2 separate regions of the Arachis hypogaea genome follow, and region 1 is linked to region 2. A link is a contact called in public Hi-C data. All regions are on one chromosome and are shown on one strand. The core of a region is the stretch at or near the end of the contact, and the rest is flanking DNA. Distances in the headings are between cores, read along the strand shown. Region 1 holds the start of LOC112751234. Region 2 has its middle 37 kb from the start of LOC112751232.

The links. Hi-C and Micro-C count contacts between places; a contact is called where the count stands out from the background.
Region 1: a contact with region 2 is called in a Hi-C map of an unstated tissue, with 6 times the contacts expected there. The contact joins the promoter of LOC112751234 here to the enhancer-like site in region 2. A contact is called at or near these places in 2 of 8 Hi-C or Micro-C datasets (leaf and an unstated tissue).

What each region holds. Positions count from the first base shown.
Region 1 is chr15:148,873,708-148,876,909 of arahy.Tifrunner.gnm2.J5K5, reverse strand. LOC112751234 reads right to left here and starts at 1,554. Exons shown (of 9, transcript XM_025800301.3): 1 at 1,366-1,554; 2 at 1,231-1,287; 3 at 611-708; 4 at 165-234. The coding sequence starts at 1,425.
Region 2 is chr15:148,809,577-148,812,598 of arahy.Tifrunner.gnm2.J5K5, reverse strand. No RefSeq gene overlaps it. Among protein-coding and RNA genes, the nearest start is that of LOC112751232, 37 kb to the right of the region's middle. Within about 2 kb of position 1,653, at least 3 of the 3 cell types and tissues checked have open chromatin away from gene starts, as enhancers often do.

The sequences.
Region 1 (3,202 bases), core at 305-2,804, 64 kb before region 2:
TTTCTATTACAACAGTATCCCAAGCTTTATTCATTCAAGACACTTTGCCTTGATGTACAATATTCAAAATACACCAAATCTTATTGTTTAATTCAACAAGAGACTCGGATAATGTGAAACCTTTGTAATCATTTAGAATAATATTCGACAGAGATATAAAATACCTCAAGTTCCTCAGCATTAAGAGATGCTATTTCAAGAGATTCTGGATCAATGTCAATGCTGAGAACATGTCTGATCAATGCTAACACAAATCAAGAGAATATTAGATATGTAATACAGGATTGATCTTAGAAAACGAAAATATGTATTTTTTAAGCCATTGTCATTTGTCAAACATGATTTTGAATTTCAGAATTTATTATTTGATTACCTACAAACAACTGCTATGTGACCATGTGCATGAAACACTGAACAGTTCCAAACTTGGAAACTATAGATTTGTTCTATACAATACTAGTAGTACACAAGTTTAGAGTTAACTATAACAAATTTGATTCTAATGTCACTCAAGTTTAGACAGCATAATACCAGGAAGCGAATGACAAACTAAAATAAGACAATCCGGTAAACTATCCTGCAAAAGTAGCAGGGAAAGGATTCAACTCACTCTGCACTCAGAAGAGCAGCTGCAACACCTAACGTACCGCAACCACATCCGAAGTCAGCCACTACTTTGTTACTTATGTCCTCAAAAGAATTTTCTGCCTGATTCACATGGATTATAAAGCAAACAAGATTTCAGCCACTGAAAAAACAGAACATTTTACTAATTTACCTTTAGAAACCTTATTCAAGCTCACAAACTACACGTCTACACTCACACCATTACACTGATTAATTTACTACAATACCCTCCCTATCAATCCCTACTGCAAGTAATAGAACTTATCCGAGGAGCATCAATAATGCACAAAGAAAATCACTCAAATAATTCCAGATGCTACTACAAGCCACAACCATATATTAATAACCACATCAAATGTAATTCAAGTATTTGAAATGTAGCATAAAAAATGGGGTGTGGTCAACTTCCACCACAAACAAGCAAATTACATATATAAAAGACATCTTTAATGAGTAAAGTACGAACCTTTAACGTACGCAAACAGATAAGGGAGAAGGAAGAACCAAAGTTCAGTACCAAACATGGCAGAAGAAAATGAATAAATAATATTACTAATAATAATAATATAAAAAAAGACAACGAAATTGGAAGGAGGGGAATACCGTGAAGAGCATTCGAGAAGCTATATGGGGTCCCGTTGGGTACTGTTCAAGCTCCACCTTTCATCACACACACACACAGAAAGGTGTGATTCAGAAAAAGAAGTTAGTGACTATGAAAGTGAGAAAGAGAGAAACCTTGGGGTTTGGGAACTGGTCAAGACCACCGAGGAGGCCTTCCAACTGCTTCAGCTTCATAATTTCCGACGAATTTTGCCGGCGACGGCGAGGAGGTTTTTTTTTTGGACAGGGAAAGGCGAGGAGTTAGATTTGTATTTTTGTTGCAGCTCGCTGATGGTCGCAAACTTTGTTTCCTCTCGTTGCAACAAAGGTTTTTGTGAGCCAATAGAGCCCATTTAATTGGCCCAAAAATCCGGGCTGATAAGAGTTGCACCCAAAAACATCTTGATATTTTTGGTATTCATGACCCAAATAAGATAATAATTTTTGTCTCCACAATATCTTCCAGTTCATAAGTTAAGGATTAATTTGTCATTAGTTAATAAGTTGGTATTTATAGGGTGTTCAAATTTAAACCGATCCAAATTAAACCGTTCATCTAATCTAATCCAAACCGAAAACCGATTAAAACCACACTAATTCGGATTTGATTGGATTCTATTTTTTGCAAACCACTGGATTGGATTGGATTTCGGATCTACTTTTCATAACCGATCCAATCCAATCCAAACTGCACAATGTGATATAATATTATTATTTAATTATTATACTTACAATTATATTTATAACATGTTCAATTTGTTATACATTTTTCTATTATTCATGTATTATTATTATTTAATAAATATTTTATGTTTAAAATATTATTTATTTATTTATTTTAACTAACCTATAATTTTATTTCTATTGTTATGTTATCGTTGGCTTTTTTAAGATATGTTAAGACTTGTTATGTCATTGTTGATTATTTAAAATTTGATGTTAAGACTTGTTATATGTATTTAATTTTTTTATTTAAAAAATCGCAAATCCAAACCGATCCAAACCGCTTGTAATTGGATCGGATCGATCGGATTGGATTTTCAAAAAAAGTTCATCCAATCCAAACCGCACCACACATAAATTAAGCGTTCGAATCGGATGACTTTTTCCCTTAAAACCAAAGCAAACCGCACTGCGAACACCCCTAGTTATTTGTACAAAATGAAATTCTAAACCTATCACATATTTAAACTAACAAAAAAGATATTTATATATTAAAATTAGTAACAGATGTATTTGTGTATAAATACATATGTGGTTTAATTTATTTTGAATATATATTTATATTTCAACTTATATTTTATGCTGATAATTGATTTTGGTGTACATTTATCATAATCATAAACTAACTAATAAACTAAGTATAGACCAACCGCAATTGGTTAAAAAAATTAGTTAGAGAAGAGAGAAGATACATATAACTAAAATAAAGAAGTGAGAATTTTGTACTATATAGAGGATGAAAGAATCTCTCTTCCTTGACTGACTATGAAATATGGATACAGATTTTAGAATAAGATACGGATAAGATAATGCTAGCCTATTAGTGATGATGAATCGAATAAAGGAAATAAAGCAAGGCAAAGAATGAGAAATGAGATAGAGGAGGAATTAGATGCCAGCAAAATAATATTGCGTTAGAATACCGCTATTTGCTTCCCTGTAAGTTCTAATTAACTACCTATTTAATTTGCACCTGTAATGAAAGCAAAGCGTGCATATAGATTATTAGAAGAAAAGTGAGTTAGTTATTAATTATGGGTAACAGTCCTATCAGCAGTCTCCGTCCCAACAACTACAATGGAAATGAACCTTACAGTGTGGTACTAGCAGACTCCGCTACCATTCAGTTCGCAGGAAAAAAGACGCCATGGAATATGTCATATAAGGTACAAAAAACAACCTGTTACTTTACTCTAGAGGAGGTCATAAAAAGGACAAATAGTAATAGTAATGATTCTGTAAATTTCGA
Region 2 (3,022 bases), core at 404-2,903:
TAAAATAATTTAAAATTAAAATTTATATTAGATATTATTTTTAAAATAATATTAGTAATAATAAAAAAATTCATATTGAAGACAGTGAAATATTATCCACTTATATAATTTATTAAATAAATATTATAATGTTATTGTAATGTTATTATTAGAACGACAAATTTTATATTAAATTTTAAATAAAAATTATATATAATTTTACAAATATTTATATATATAACACCTTATAGATTTAAAATAAAATAAAATAAAAACTATCCATTAGAGATGCTCTTAAAATTTAACAATATTACTTGCATGTTGCATATATATGAAACATGGATCAAACATTATTATTTGCACTCATGGAAAGCAAAGGTGTGCCACTTTCTCATGTATTGGGATTTAACTTCATTCAAACTCGGTATAATATTCTGATGAAAAGTGATTCTTCCTTTATACATTAATTTATTATGTAATTAAAGGAAAAAAAGAAGATATAACAAAAAAAGGTAAATAACTGATAGTTATCAATCAATATGGGGTAAGAATTTGGTGCATTCTAGAATACTTGTATTATGGTAATTATGATAACTACGATATTTTAACAATACTTTACGTAATCATATAAACATGTTAGAATCTAGCTAATAATTTTATTCTCTACTCTGAATAACAGAATCTCTTCATATAATATGCATAACCATTTTTATATGAAGAATATCTATATCTAATTGCGGCTGTGAGTGCACTTTGTATGATGCAATAATTATATTGCTACACGTATGAAATAGAATGTATTAGAAATCACTTTAGATCTTTAAAAAATAAAGTCTTTTTAAATAGTTTATAAATGTAATGCATTTCTCAATTTATAAATTAGTTTTTTAAAATTGAGTTAAACTTAGATAATTTTAATTTTAATATAATATCAAAATTATTCGATTTAGTATTATTAGGTTATTCACATAAATAGTCACGCTTCTAATGACCATTCGTGAACATAAAAAAATTTATTACAAATTTTACATCTTTTAAAAATAAAATTTTTAAATAATTTATTAGTGTTAGATATTTTTTACTTTATGAATTAAATTTTTGAAATTTAGACTTATTTAATTTCAGTTATAATAAAATGATCCACAGATACTAAAAATTAACGGCTAAAATAATCAAAATGATCTGAAATAACACACGAGAGAAAATCCACATTTTTCTAATGATTAGATAAGAGATAAGCTCGATTGAAATTAGCTTCGTACTTCATCTAATAATGATAAATAAATCTATATTAACACAATATATCATACTTTTATATGGACAAATACCACAATTTCTTTTTAAAAAATCCCTCGTCATGTTATTTTTTTTCAAATCTGAAACTTTTTCCTTTCAGCTTTTAATTGGGCCAACATCACTTTAATTGTTGTAAAGTTAAATTTTTGAGGGGGGACTGGTTACTAGCTTATAACGCTACTCTTGACAAGTCCAAAAAAAAAATTTAGAGCATTAAAAAAAAATATCTCGTAGAGGATTTTATTTTTTTATTTTTTTTAGTGAATCTTGTAGTATCCTTTTGGTTTTTTGGTCATTAGTCATACTCACATACATTGCATTAGCTTTATACACCAATATGTTTTTTTTATAAGAATACAACAATATAATATGTGAAATAATGTCCAAAAACAATGTGAGATAATTTGGCCCATTATGTATGCATGTTAATGTTACACAATACACATTAGTCATTAGACAATACAGAACATATTGGCTTCATTTTAATTTGGGCTTCTCACCCCTATGGCTTCGGCCTTCATCAAGAGACTTACTTGCTAATTTTACGTACAGAAAAGTTATAACTTAAATGACATAGTCTGTCTCTCTTCATCTAGAGATTTTGGATTCGAGTTCTGCCGATTGCAACCGATAAAAAAAATATCCTAGCTGTTGCTGCAATATGTAATAAATGTGTGAAGAATATGTAGGTGTGTTGTATAATACCTAAAATTGGAAGTTGTCTAATTCATCTGACAAAAAAAAATTATAAAAAAATGTAATAATAAAAAATTTGATAAAATAATACAAATAAAATGCCATATCTTTTACCACTATAAAATAAGTATGTGAGGAAAAAAATAAGAAATAAAAAAGAGAGTAGAAACCGACACTTTGTACATTTTTAAACCTAAAATTTCCCTTTCTATACATAATTCTTTAGTGACAGTTTTTCTTTTCTCCTGAGCCCTAGGATCTTCTAACTACTAGTATACTACAATTAAACTTATATATTTTCTTTTTTTTTTATATATATAATAAAATAATCCGTGCTTATTGATCTTTGATGCAACTCATGACAAAAGAAAAGGGAGATAAATTGTTGGGGTGAAGAAAGGTGAAATTAAATGAATAAGTGTTACTTAAATTATTACATGTAACTTTTACCACGCGAGTGGCAATAATAAATAAAGTTGAATGATTTAACAAAGTTACATATGCATGCAAAAAGGGAAAAATAGTAGTAGATGTCTTTAATCAATAGATGCATGCAATCATATAATTGTTACCTTTTTTTAGATCCGGATTTTCTGGATAGGTTTGTCCTTTCGGTAGATAGATATTTGCACTGAAAGTGACACCAAATTAATTATGAGAAAGTCTAGGGACAGCAGATTTTGTGATTTTTAGCCATTAATTAGTCATCAATGATATTTTTAATGGTGTGAGATTGTATCTAATAGTGTAGAATCATTCAATTTTCTTTTGATGATTAAGTACTGGCCAGAATTTAACAAAATTGCTGGTCTCCTAGCACTCCTCATTAATTATTATGAGTTATACTACACAAATATAAATAGTGAATATCATTTCTTTTATTCAATTTTGAACTTTGAACGATGTAAGTAACTATATAAGTAAATAAACTAGTATAAATTAAAGTAGTTTCAAAGGTTGAAGGGTAATAAAGATGAAGCTACTTCAGAAAAGTGATATGTCAAAAAGGTTAATATGTTTTTAAACATGATACGATCGAAATCAATGGAGT